2 separate regions of the Mus musculus genome follow, and region 2 is linked to region 1. Evidence: chromatin contacts called from public HiChIP or PLAC-seq data. All regions are on one chromosome and are shown on one strand. The core of a region is the stretch at or near the end of the contact, and the rest is flanking DNA. Distances in the headings are between cores, read along the strand shown. Region 1 overlaps Npl (N-acetylneuraminate pyruvate lyase). Region 2 has its middle 9.7 kb from the start of Rgs8.

Region 1 (7,140 bases), core at 3,392-5,891:
GAGGAGAACTTGTCTCAAAAGCAAAAATGCAAACAAAACAAACCAAAACAAAAAATAACCAAGCCAGGCATGGTGGTGCAAGCCTTTGATCCCAGCACTTGGGAGGCAGAGGCAGGCAGATTTCTGAGTTCAAGGCCAGCCTGGTCTACAGAGTGAGTTCCAGGACAGCCAGGGCTACACAGAGAAACCCTGTCTTGAAAAACCAAAAAAAAAAAAAAAAAAAACCAAAAACCCAACAACAACTACAACAACAACAAAAAAAACAACAACAAAAAACCCTAACAACAACAACAACAAAACGAACCAAACAAATAAACAAAAACAAAAACAACCAAAAACAGAATAACCACAGCTGGTAGGAGCAGAAGATCATTGTGAGTTCCAGGTGAGCCCAAGCTACTGTCTCAAAACAAGCAAACAAACAAAAACAACAAAAAGAAGCTAGGCTTTTCTTTCTTTCTTTCTTTTTTTTTTTTTTTTTTCTTTTTTTCTTTTGGTTTTTCGAGACAGGGTTTCTCTGTGTAGCTCTGGCTGTCCTGGAACTCACTTTGTTGACCAGGCTGGCCTCAAACTCAGAAATCCACCTGCCTCTGCCTCCCAAGTGCTGGGATCAAAGGCGTGCACCACCAACACCCTGCTATAACAAGTGTTCATACTGCTGAGGCAACTCCTCATTCCTTTCAGTTTGGTTTTGCTGTTGTAAAACACCAAGACCGAAAGTAACTCGGGGAAGAAAGAGCTTATTTGCCTTACAGGTTACAGCCCAGCATCGGGAGAATGAAAAGACCATGCTTTGCTCCCGGGGCTTGCTTGCTCTGCTTTTTACACATCCCAGTTCAGCTTGCTGAGGCATGGTGCCACCCACAGTGGGCTGTGCTTTTCCATACTAGCTATCAATCAAGAAGGTCTCCCACAGGGTCACCTACAGGACAATCCGACTTTCCCAATTGAGGTCTCCCCTTTTTAGATGACTCTAGCTTGTGTTACATTGACAAAAAAGAAAAAGGAATAAAGAAAAAAGGGGCTGCAGAGATGGCTCGAGCATTGACTGCTCTTCCAGAGGTCCTGAGTTCAAATCCAGTAACCACATGGTGACTCACAACCATCTGTAATGGGATCTGATGCCCTCTTCTGGTGTATCTGAAGACAGCTACAGTATACTTATAGTAAATATATAAATCTTTAAAAAAAGAAAGAAAGAAAAGAAGCAAAAGTTGGGCTGGTGAGATGGCTCAGTGGGTAAGAGCACCCGACTGCTCTTCTGAAGGTCCAGAGTTCAAATCCCAGCAACCACATGGTGGCTCACAACCATCTGTAACAAGATCTGACACCCTCTTCTGGTGTGTCTGAAGACAGCTACAGTGTAAAAAAAAAAAAAAGAAGCAAAAGTTATGTGTGGGGCTACAGTAAAGAAACGGAGATACATGAATGTTCCATTATTGGGGAAGGTTTTTTTATTGTGACTAGAGGAAGAACACTTTCACAGGCATCTGGAAAAATCCAGAGCAGAAAACTTGGCCAGGGCTAGGGAAGCAGGAAAGCTGGAGAGAATAGTGAGATCATGAGATAGCAAGAGGTGGAGAATAGAGAAAGAGAGAGTGCAAGAATTCTAGAATAGCCAGTTATAAAAACGGTATACAGCTGGAGGAAGGTGGAAGATTAGGGGAGGGGCTTTGAAATGTTTGAAATGTAGGACAAGGGCTGGAGAGATGGCTCAGCAGTTAAGAGTACTGACTGCTCTTCCAGAGGTCCTGAGTTCAATTCCCAGCAACCACATGGTGGCTCACAACCATCTGTAATGGGATCTGATACCCTCTTCTGGTGTGTCTGAAGACAGTGACAGTGTACTCATATACATAAATAAATCTGTTCGTTTTTTTTTAAAGATTTTTTATTTTATGTGAGTAAAATGTCACTGTCTTCAGACACTCCAGAAGAGGGTGTCAGATCCTACTACAGATCTACAGATGGTTGCAAGCCACCATGTGGTTACCGGGAATTGAACTCAGGACCTCTGGAAGAGCAGTCAGTGCTCTTAACCTCTGAGCCATCTTTCCAGACCTCCATAAATAAATCATTTTAAAAAATGAAATATGATAGTTAAAACTATCAGGCCTGGGTCTATCTTTTTTTTTTTTTTTTTTTTTTTTTGGTTTTTCGAGACAGGGTTTCTCTGTGTAGCTCTGGCTGTCCTGGAACTCCCAGGTAGACCAGGCTGGCCTCGAACTCAGAAATCCGCCTGAGGCAGAGGCAGGTGGATTTCTGAGTTCGAGGCCAACCTGGTCTACAGAGTGAGTTCCAGGACAGCCAGAGCTACACAGAGAAACCCTGTCTCGAAAAACAAAAACAAAAACAAAAAAACCCCAAAAACCAACAACAACAACAACAACAAAAAGTTGTGTCTGGCCAGCAGCTCACATGTCTGGGTTCTAGTCTGGAAAGGCATCTTGGAAACTTGGAAGAGAAGAGGAAGCTAGGCGAGCGAGAGAAAGATATAGCTAAGACAGTCATTCTGATCAAAGCTCAATTTTACTATTCCGACACTCAGTTATGAAGGAGGGGGAGGGGCCGATCCGGGCCAAATAATCCTGGAGTCCAGCTGTAGAGCGACCAAGTGTATGGCTCTGGAACAGCAAGGTGGCAAGCTCCAGCAGTGGGCGTGACAGAACGATTGAGCGGCAAGCTCCACCCCATGCAAACAGTGAAACCTGAGCAAACAGGTTTCAGGCTGGGGAGGGGATGCTACAAAAACTGGCCTTCTTGTTTTGTTTTTAAGATTTATTTATTATGTGTACAGCATCATGCCTGCAAGTATGCCTGTACTTTGGCCTGGGCATGGTGGCACACGCCTTTAATCCCAGCACTAGGGAGGCAGAGGCAGGCTGATTTCTGAGTTCGAGGCCAGCCTGGTCTACAAAGTGAGTTCCAGGACAGCCAGGGCTATAAAGAGAAACCCTGTCTCGAAAAAAACCAAAAAAAAAAAAAAAAAAAAAAAAAAAAGGAGTTGCCAGAACCCTAAGACAGAAGTATTTGAAGTGACTGTACTGGAAGAAGTATGTCACTAGGGGTGACTTTTGAAGTTTCAAAAGCCCAAGCCATTCCTAGTTCTCTTGATGTCTCACACTTATGGAACAGATGTAAGCTCTCAGTTCCGGTGCCACACTTCCTTGCCAGCCTGCTGCCGCGATCTGCTCCCTGCCTTGCTGATCCTGGATTCTAACCCTCTGGACCCATGAGCCCTGAATTAAAAGCTTACTTTGATAGGTTGCCTTGGCCACCATGTCTTTTTTTTTAAAGATTTATTTATTTATTATATGTAAGTACACTGTAGCTGTCTTCAGACACACCAGAAGAGGACGTCAGATCTTGTTACGGATGGTTGTAAGCCACCATGTGGTTGCTGGGACTTGAACACTGGACCTTTGGAAGAGCAGTCGGGTACTCTTACCCACTGAGCCATCTCACCAGCCCGGCCACCATGTCTTATCACGACCATATAAAAGTAACTAAGACGGGTAGGTGAAATGATCTGGAGTTTACAGTGCCTGCCACAAAGCCTGACAACCCGAGTTGGATTTCCAGAACCTGTACATTAGGAGAGAACCAACGACTCCAAGCTGTTCTCCAATTCCCGCATACACTAAACAAACAAACAAACAAATGGAATTTAAAGATTCAAACAAAAAGTAAGGCAAGATACCTTGTTGAAGAGTCCTATTTTTGAGCCGGGTATGGTGGCGCACGCCTTTAGTCCCAGCACTCGGGAGGCAGAGGCAGCCTGGTCTACAAAGTGAGTTCCAGGACAGCCAGGGCTATACAGAGAAACCCTGTCTTGAAAAACAAAACAAAACAAAACAAAACAAACAAACAAACAAAAAACCAGTCCTATTTTTGGCAGTGTAAGTTTTTTTGGTTTGGTTTGGTTTTTTGTTTTGTTTTTTAGTTAAGTCTAATTGGGACTTTGGTGAGATAGTGACTTCTTCACCTCTTTGCCGAAGCAGAGAAGTTCATTTTGTCAAAGACCAGGATTCAGAGGGCCATGGCAAGATTCCATCTTGAGAAGGAAGTAGGACTGAGCAGCCCTAGGGGCCTGATTCAAGGGACTCTCCCAAGAGCTAGAGCCTCTGGTCAAGCTGCCAGGCTTGCAGAGGAAGGACGACAGCTGCAGGAGGCAGAACGCAAAGACCAGATGTGGACAGATGAAGCTCAGGGGACAGCTTGGCTCTGGTAGTAAAGGCTACCCACGGTGGTAGGGCCCACTCCTTGTGGCCAGCAGCTGAGCAGGTGACTCAGAGCAACCTTGCAGTAAGAGCCCTGAGCCTGAAGTCAGCCAGCTGAGAATCTAATCCTCGACAGGGCAAAGATCATGGATGTTGAAATAAGAATTCTTGAATGTCTGACTTCCCTAACTACCCCCCTCCAGCAGGGTTAATGCTGAGCTGGGTTTGCAAGCAGAGGCTGTTCCTTCTGTACAGATCTCAGGCCTGCACTTAGTTCCCAGAAGACCACTGCCCTCCCCCCACCCACCCCGGCTAGACAGGATGGGGTGGGGGTTGTATAAACTGGGGAGTTTCTAGGAGTGTGAGGAAAACCTGCTCAGCCCACAGACTGCAAGGCTTAGTGTGGCCAGAAGAGGCTCCTGGTGTGCAGAGGGAAGTTCCTAAAAGGAAGACATCTGACTCAGCACCAGTCCAGGAGACTCCACTGTCAATGAACCCCTCTCAATTTGGCAGAGTCCTATTTTAGAGGATCTAGAAAGACGCGACTCAAATACTGTCTTTTTTTGTTGTTGTTGTTTTTTTTGTTTGTTTGTTTGTTTGTTTTTCGAGACAGGGTTTCTCTGTATAGCCCTGGCTGTCCTGGAACTCACTCTGTAGACCAAGCCGGCCTCGAACTAAAAAATTGACCTGCCCCTGCCTCCCGAGTGCTGGGATTAAAGGCATGCGCCACCACACCTGGCCAATACTGTCTTAATTACTTTATGTTCCTGTGACAAAATACCATGACTGGAGCAACTTCTACAGGAAAAATGTTTACTTGGGCTTATGGTTTTAGAGTTAAGAGTCCCTGATAGCTGGGTAAAAGTGTGGCAGCAGCAACAGCTGAGAGTTCACAGCCTGACCCACAAGCAGGTCTCAGGAGTGCAAGCCAGGCCTGGTGACTCACTGTCTCTTTCTGTTGTCTGCGGATCCAAATGTAGAAATCTCAGCTCTTTCTCCGGTCCCATGTCTGCCTGGATGCCGCCATGATTCCTGCCATGACAATAATGCGCTAAATCTCTGAACTGTAAGCCAATCTCAACTAAATGCTTTTCTTTGTAAGAGTTGCTGTGGTCACGGTTTCTCTTTGTGGCAATAAAACCCTAACTAAGACAATACTCAAATTATAAACCTTTGAAACAAGATTAAGACAATAAGTGCTCCCAAAAGGCAGGTGAAATTTATTCAGCAATAATATAACCAATGTAGCAATTAATATAGTGATATGAATTATATTAATTAATGTAATTAATTAATAATTGTAATTACTATTACAATTTTCACTTGGTTCCATTGCATCTGTATAAGTAGAGATTTCTCTATAATAATTTTACAAAATGAATGACTTAGAGCTTGTGACTCCTTTATAACAAAAAAGTTTAGGTTCATAATCAATATTTGATTGGTGTGGGATTCTACTTCCTAAAATAAAGATGGGTTCAAATTCACCTAAAAAAGTCCCTGAGAAAAGAATGTACTATTGAAGATAGATAAGTCTAAGCTTACACACCCAGACTTATCAGGCACTAGCTAAAGGCTTCCCCTCCTTTACACTAGGGGAAGAAAGGAAATCCAGGCTCTTTAGCTTGGCCTCAGCCTTAGCAGTAAACTCCTGGGTGGCTTTCTGCAGAGGAAGCCGGGGTGGGCCCATTGGAATCCCAGAGACCAGCGTCATGATGGCTTTGGTTTGCGACACTCCAAAACCTAGATGGGAAAAACAAAGGGTGAGATGTATCCTGTACTGCCCACTTCCCCACAAACATCCCAAAGAAGAGTAAGGCTCTACTATAAAACCTGGTAAACCTAAAAAGTGAGAACACTTGTAGTTAGGTTGCCTGAGCTGGGCATGGTGTCCACACCTGTAATCCCAGCACTTGGGAGGCAGAGATAGGGGAACCAGAGCTTAAAGTAAGTCTTAGCTACACGAGACCCTGTCCTAAACATACAGAGTAGAATAGGGATCCCTCCTTTCAAGGCTTTTAAGAGATGGCCAGCATTTAGAAGCATCCCCTATTCTTTCAGAAGACACCAGTTTGGTTCCCAGCACCAATGTAGCCAATGTAGAGTGGCTTGAAACCCTTTGTAATTCCAGTTTCAGGGGATTCAATTCCCTCTTCTGTGGGTACTGTACTTATATACAAATACCCATACTTCCACCATCCCCAACCCGGCCCCAACACACAGCTAAAAATGAGATAGCATCTGTGGTAGAGTGCTTATTTAGTATATAAGAGTCCCTGAGTTCAAGTCTCTGCTTTACCGTAAATAAATAAATAAACAAACAAGCAAAATAGAACAACACAAAGAGCCAAGGCTGGAGCATACAATATAGCTTAGCAGGTAATGGCAGAGCTGCCAAGGTACCCAAGTTCAATCCCAAGGACCTGCATGATGGAAGGAGAGAACTGATTCCCTCAAACTGGCCTCTGACATCCACATGTGGGCTATGGTACACATACTAATTCAATTAAATAAATAAAATGAAACCAACATAAACCCCACAAAGTCAACCTTCAAAGCAAGGAGCCATGCGGAGTGGAACATACCAATAACCCCAGCACCAAGGTGGAGCATAAGGACCAGGAGTTAAGGGATGTATGTAGGTAAAGAGTTGGCTCAGTCGTTAAGAGCATTGGCTACTCTTCCAGAGGATCTAGGTTCAATTCCCATCACCCACTTGGCAGCTCACAACTATGTGTAACTCTAATTTGAGGGAATCCAGGACCACTTCTAGCCTGCTTGGCTACAAGGCACACATGTGGTACACAGACATATATGCAGCAAAAATACTCTTACACATAAGAATAAGAACAAGCAGGGCAGTGGTGGCGCACGCCTTTAATCCCAGCACTCAGGAGGCAGAGGCAGGCGGATTTCTGAG
Region 2 (6,460 bases), core at 965-3,464, 140 kb after region 1:
TTGGCCTTTGAGATACTATGACAAATAATTAATAAACTAGTTTATGTTTGAGACAGGATCTCATTAGGTAGCCATGGTTGGCTTGGAACTCAAAATGTAGACCAGGTTGGCCTCCAACTCACAGAGATCTGCCTGCCTCTGCCTCCCACAGTGTTGGGCTTAAAGGCATACACCGTCCTGCCCAGCCTAACACAAATATTTAAATCCAAGAACCATACAGAAAAGCAGGGAAGATCTGGGGCATCCTAGGAACCTCTTCTATGACACATCAAGTGCTTTAAGGGACACAAAGTTGCAACTGTCCCAAAGGAAGCTTGGGCATGAGTATGGTATAAGGAGATGATAACTTTCATTTGCCTTCTCTGTGTCTGGCACCTTGTTGCCTTCTACTATGATGCCACAACTCTGCTCAAACATAAACCATGCTTGTCTGTGGCCCATCAGTTCAAATGGCCTGCCTTGGACCACCTTGGTGCTACTGGCTCTCTTAGTTTGCCTTTGGGGCAGAGCTACAGCTGTGTGAAGGAGGCCTAAATACTATGTTTTGACAAGAAAAATGACACACTGGACAATTTTTATGATGAATTTGTTATGATGCTATATAGTGTATATAATTCATTCATTAAAATCGAGAGGCTTAAGCTGAGTCAGGTTTGCCACAAGTTCAAGTTTCATGCTCATCATGGCTATAATGTTTGATTCTGTCTCAAAAGAATAGGCAAAACTGTATATGTATTAATGTATATATTATGTATATATTATATGCACATATGTATGCATGCACGTGTATAGTATGGCACATGGTAACTGCACACACATATAAACATGTAAATACACATGTAAACAGAGGTGTCTGCAAAGAATACTGGACTCAGATTTGAAAAACCTGACCTCGAATCCCACTACATACTATGAAGCCTCAAATAATTATTTCTTTCTAGTGTATCAATTTTCTGCAAAGTCAGTAGTCCTCTGGCTGTTTCTATATATGAGTCTTTTTAAATGCAAAATCTAGAATTCAAATTTCTTTCGAATATATTTTGCCAGGTAGCAAACAGAGATTCCATCAACTTGTGGGGATGTGTTTTGGCTTTGTGCGCTTATGAAAAAAATGAAAGCGAAGAAAAGTTCTGGGTCTTCCCAGGTCTCCTGGAAGCTTGGCTATTTCACGAAAGCCCAGGAGATGGAAGATCCGTTCTGCACCTTCGAAGCCAGGATCATCCCAAGGCTGTATCCATGGTGTCCCCTGGAACTCGTCTCTGGACCGCACTTCCTTTCCTCCAGGAAAAATCCAAGAATGATGTTCTTGCTTGCATTTAGGGAGAGAGGGGAGAAATGCTTAGGCCAGCCAGGCATGGTTGGGCTCTTAGAGGCGTACAGGAACAAAGTAAGGCACCCGGCAGAGGAGGCGGGGCGGATGTTTGGGAGGGTCAGGTTGGGGTGAGTGGTCACACCTGCTTCCTTCCATTTTCCAGGGCAAATGGCTTCAGCTGCTTCCCAGCAACAGCAGTTTCATAAAAGCTTTTGAAAAGGTATCAGCCAATAGCAGGGCGGGACCCGGTCTAACAGCTGGGGGCCCCTCCCCCTCCTCCTGGCTGGAGCAGAATTGGCAAGCAGCAGATGGAGCCTCAGTGGGCTCCCAGGGCTTGGCTGCAGTGCCCCCAAGATTCGGGAGCAGAGGCATAGACAGACCCTTCACAGGTTTTCTTTTGGCCCGGGCTGTTTTCATTGGCCCGGGGCCCCCCACACCCCTCCACCCCCATCTCCCTGAAGGCTTGCAGTTTCCTCGGTGGGGTGTGAGGCGCCAGATCTCATCCTGGGCAGACACCCTGTAAAGATTTTGCTCAAATGTTAAAATTGCCTCAAGTCTTCTCGTGTGACATTAATCAAACAGCTGAGCTGAGCTGGCCCTGCTGGAGCACAGCATTCATTAGAGTCCCCAAGGGACCTCTTTCTTTAGATCTGAGAACTTTTGGCTGCTGGAATAAGATATCCTCTCTGCCAGGAAGGCCCCAGGCTTGTGGCACTCCGAGGGCCACTCCCGGGCTTTCCCTGAATGCTTTCCGGGATTCGGAAGCCCTATGGCCATCCCCAGGGCGCTCTCTGGATTCCGATGAACCCCCGCAGCAACCAAGTCTCTCGGAGAGCCACAGTACTGGGATCTGCATGGAAGTTTCTGAGGACACAAACATATGGCGCATGTCTAGACTGCTCTGAGAAGTGTTTTCAACTTTCCCTGTGGCAAGTGTCAGTCCCTGGGGGCTGGGAGTGAGGAGAGTCCCCGGGCCCCACGCCAAGGATGCTTGGCTCTCCTAGCTAAACTCTGCTCCCAGGAAGGAGCTGTTTCCAGAAACCCTTGCTTTTCCTATCTCTGTTGCCCGCCCCCCATCCTCCTCCTTCCCCCACAAACCAACCAAATAAATGCCTTTCTTGACTTTTAAATACGGCTCGATGCCAGGAAAAGAAAAGCCATTTAGCTGTGGCTGCCTGGCCAATGTTTCTAATCCCAGGTGGAAGGAAGGATGTGAATGAAGGCTTGCCTCAGTGGCGTCCTGAAACCTCTGGCTCTGGGATGAAGATCTGAAAGTACAGGCAGAGAGGAGGCTTCTGCTACAGAGATGAATCGGCAAATGCGATTCATCTAGATTCAGTTAGAACGCCCCTGCTGTAACCCGTCTTTGGCTTTAACCTTCTCAGAATTATTAAAAAAAGGAAACGAACCTAGTTTCTTCCAGGTATTTTCATCTCTTCTGCCATCCTCTCTTCTCACAGACACACAGTAAATTTGAGCCCTCCTTGACATTTGAATATATGTAACTACACCTTCACTACCGCTGTTTGTGTGTGCACCGATTTAATTTGTGTGTGGTTCCCATTTAGTGCATTCAAAAAACCGAGGCACGGAGGGATCAAGTCACTTGCCTAAAGTCACACAAACTTTGCTTGTTTGTTTGTTTGTTTGTTGTTTTTTGAGACAGGGCCTCACCTGTAGCCCAGGCTGGCCTAAACTATATAGCCCAAGATGGCCTTGGACTCATCTTGATCCTCCCGAGTTCAGGAACTACAGGCATCGGCGCCACAACTGACCCTGACAGCAGTCCTGTCAAACCCTCTGCAGGTATGCGAGGCTCCAGTTTTCTCCCTTCTCCTCAGTGGATTTTACATTTTGTTTTTCTCAACCTGCTTAGGAATAGTCATGGGGACCCACAACAGAGTAGCAGGGGAGGACAGAGCCAGAAACATTCAAATGTGCTCAGCTTCAACAGGCTGCTTCAGCCTTCAGCCCTTCTAGTGGTCATTTGGGTCATTCTTCCCGGTGGGTACAGTGTCACACTGGATTCTCTGAGTTGCAGCCACCATGATAACGCTGGGCTATCACGAGTGTGCACCAACCTTTCTCCCAGTTCAGTTCAAATCATTTTAATGAGCATGCAAATGACTCCTGGCAATGAAGACCCATCACCACACTATACAAACTGGAGAATGCAAATGTTTTTGCTGTAGCTTTACATTTTCAGGAAGATAGACTTGGTAGGGGGCAGTGGTGGGGGTGGAGGTGGAGGTGGAGGTGGGGGGGCTAGTCACCAACCTTACCTCATTTCAGACACACACAGGTTGTAAGACTTCTTGGCTGTGGGAATCTTAAAGGTGTGTGTGTGTGTGTGTGTGTGTGTGTGTGTGTGTGTGCATGTGTGTAGATTTTAGTGTTGGGAAAGCAGAATATTTTACTTCTATCTTTTCACAAGAATGGAACCCTATTCTAGAAGCCCTTTGGAAGGGCTCTCCTTAGGTGGCCTCCCTTCTCTGGGTATCTGAATTTTGAACTATATCTGAGCTTGATGAATTCAGCCTTGCTCAGACACCTATTTTAATAATAACTGAAGGATTAAAAATAACTATTTTTTAAAGACTAGAGAGAGACTATTTTGTAAGGAATCTGGTTCCTGGATGGGCTCTGTATTTCCTTCTCAGGAGGAGAGCTAATGACAAGGCTGCTCCCCACCAGACTAGAAATTGCCTGCAGATTCTTTTATTATTCTGTGAGGATTCCATACATGTGTGCAATGGAATATGATCATATTCATTTCCCAGCTCCCAGCTCCGGCTCCCCTCACATTCCCCTCAGCACCTCCTCCTCCTAACGGTATGTCTTCTTCTTCGTCCTTTTCTGCCTCCTCCTCTTCTTTTCCTTCTCCTCTGGCTCTTCCTGTTCTTCTCCTTCTCTTCCTTCTCCTTCTCCTTCTCCTTCTCCTTCTCCTTCTCCTTCTCCTTCTCCTCTTCCTTCTTTTGCCAATTCACTAAATCCAGTTAGTGCTGCCCATGCCTTGTTGTGGGTATGGGGCCATCCACTGGAGCATGGGAAAACTACCAGTGACCACACCCTAAAGAAAAAATGATTCTCTTTCGCCCAGTAGCCTCAGTAAGAGGTGGAGTCTGAGACCGTTTCCACCATTGATGCAGGGGCTTTGGCTGACATGATCCTGGGTAGGTTTTGTGTGATGAGATCAGCTGGTGTGAGTTCATGAGTGTAGCATCCATGTCACACCCAGAAGACAGCATTTCCCAACACCCTCCACATTTTTTAGTTCTTTCCTTCTTTCTGCCTTCTGTCCCATGTTGTTCCCTGTGTGACGAGAGTGATGGCAGCCATCTAGGGAACTGCCAAATTGGTTCTCTGGCATGAACAAACACTTGAATGACCAAGTAAGACAGAAGACCAAGTTACAGAGGAAAGACCACTATCAACTTTATACAAAGAAGGAGCTCTCTTCCTTCTTGTTTCTGTACTCGTGGGGAAAATGTTCAAAAAGCAATGGGTGTCGATGGTCTTGCCATTGTTTGAAATTTAGACTTGATGGTGATGGGTCTCCTTCTCTAGTGTTTCTGTGCTGTAGTAGCTGCATAGTGTGTTGAATGGAGTGACGAGTCTGGGCATGGTGATACATGCCTTTTAAGGTTGAGGCAGGAGAATGGACAGAGAGTTTTAGGGAAGTGTGGTGGGTTGAATAAGAATGGCCCCCATATGTTGGAATGCTTGGTCACCAGGGAGCGACACTATTTGAAAGGATGAGGAGGTATAGCCTCGTTGGAAGAAGACCAACTGATGGTGGGCTTTCAGGTTCTCAAAAGCCCAAGCCAGGCCCAGTGGCTTCCTGTTCCTTCTGCCTGTGGATCTGAATGTAGAACTCTTAGCTCCTTCTCCAGCACTGTGTCTGCCTGTGTGCCACCATTGCTCCAGCATGATGACAGTGGACCAAACCACTGGAACTGTAAGCCAGCACTAATTAAGTGCTTTTCTTTAGAAGACTTGTCTTGGTCATGGTGTCTCTTCACACCAACAGACCACTGACTAAGACAGGAAGCTCAAGCCACAGAGTGAGATCCTGTCTCAAAAACCAACAGCAACAAAAATCAACAAAAACCAAAACAAAAGTGGAGAAGAGTTTGTTGTCGTTCACAGCTCTTTGCAAAACGCACACTATGGTTCTCTGGTCCAATATGTCCACTTTCTGTGGTCCTGAAGCCCAAAGCTTGCTGCAGAGTTAACAGAACACATGAAGGTGAAGACAATCCTGAGAGATACTTACTGACACCATTTCTGGTTGTGGTCCTCTGGCATTCGGAGAATTGTTTGATGTATGCAGTGATGTAGACAAATGATTTACAATTACAACCTACTTATAAGTACCAAAGAAAAAGTTAGCACTGACTACAGAAAAATTAAAGAACCCCTTCTTCAAACCCAATGCAGTGTGTGTGTGTGTGTGTGTATTTCTTATAATCATTTTTATGCTTCTATATGTGAGTAAAGAATTATTCTTTATTTTTTATCCTTTATACTTCTTGGCATTAAATTATTATATAAAAGTATAGTGTCATAAATATAATTTTTAATGCTCTTATTTGGAAAAATGAAACATTGATGATTCTGTATTATTAAGTGAGATTTAGAAACGTTTGCTAGGCTATGATACAAGTATAGAAATTTTATGGCACAAAATGTCTCCCAAAGCTAGGGTTGTTCATTGAAGTATGTATGTTAGTTAAAGGCTCTAACACACATGGCTGATAGGTAACAGAGCCTATATGGAAAATTTCAAGGCAGGGTTGGTGTGGGAGATCATACAAGAGAGCATGGCTAGGCAGTACTAGAAGCAGACCAAGGACCTCCATGACAGTCACCTTTAGCGCCTGCTAACACCGCAGTGATGCTCTTATCAAATCACAGTATCTTTGGTTGACATTGCCTTAACAACTTGTTGTAGGTGAGGCTTCCAGCTGGCAGGCGAAGAACAAAACACAGAGCCATAGCAATGGCAACAGAGAGATAGATAACTTAGTGAGCATGGAGCCCAAAGAAACCAATGATGTGCTCAAAGAAAGGAGCTGGGAACTGATTACATACTTTAAACATCTGTGCCTATCTGCCAGTAGTTGTAAAACCTGGTGTTTTTGTCAC

The links. HiChIP or PLAC-seq counts read pairs in DNA pulled down with a chosen protein or histone mark.
Region 2: an H3K27ac HiChIP or PLAC-seq map of embryonic stem cells shows a contact between it and region 1, with 5 read pairs. The contact joins two enhancer-like sites. A contact is called at or near these places in 1 of 39 promoter capture datasets (embryonic stem cells), 1 of 115 datasets of contacts at active chromatin or transcription factors (embryonic stem cells) and 2 of 9 other capture datasets (liver and pancreatic islet).

What each region holds. Positions count from the first base shown.
Region 1 is chr1:153,497,595-153,504,734 of GRCm38.p6, forward strand. Npl (N-acetylneuraminate pyruvate lyase) reads right to left here. Exons shown (of 12, transcript NM_028749.1): 12 at 5,422-5,963. The coding sequence ends at 5,779. Among named protein-coding and RNA genes, the nearest start is that of Dhx9, 14 kb to the left of the region's middle. Within about 2 kb of position 4,642, at least 68 of the 459 cell types and tissues checked have an H3K27ac peak or open chromatin away from gene starts, as enhancers often do. A contact at or near this core is called in embryonic stem cells, where this site is marked.
Region 2 is chr1:153,640,152-153,646,611 of GRCm38.p6, forward strand. No RefSeq gene overlaps it. Among named protein-coding and RNA genes, the nearest start is that of Rgs8, 9.7 kb to the right of the region's middle. Within about 2 kb of position 2,215, at least 103 of the 459 cell types and tissues checked have an H3K27ac peak or open chromatin away from gene starts, as enhancers often do. A contact at or near this core is called in embryonic stem cells, where this site is marked.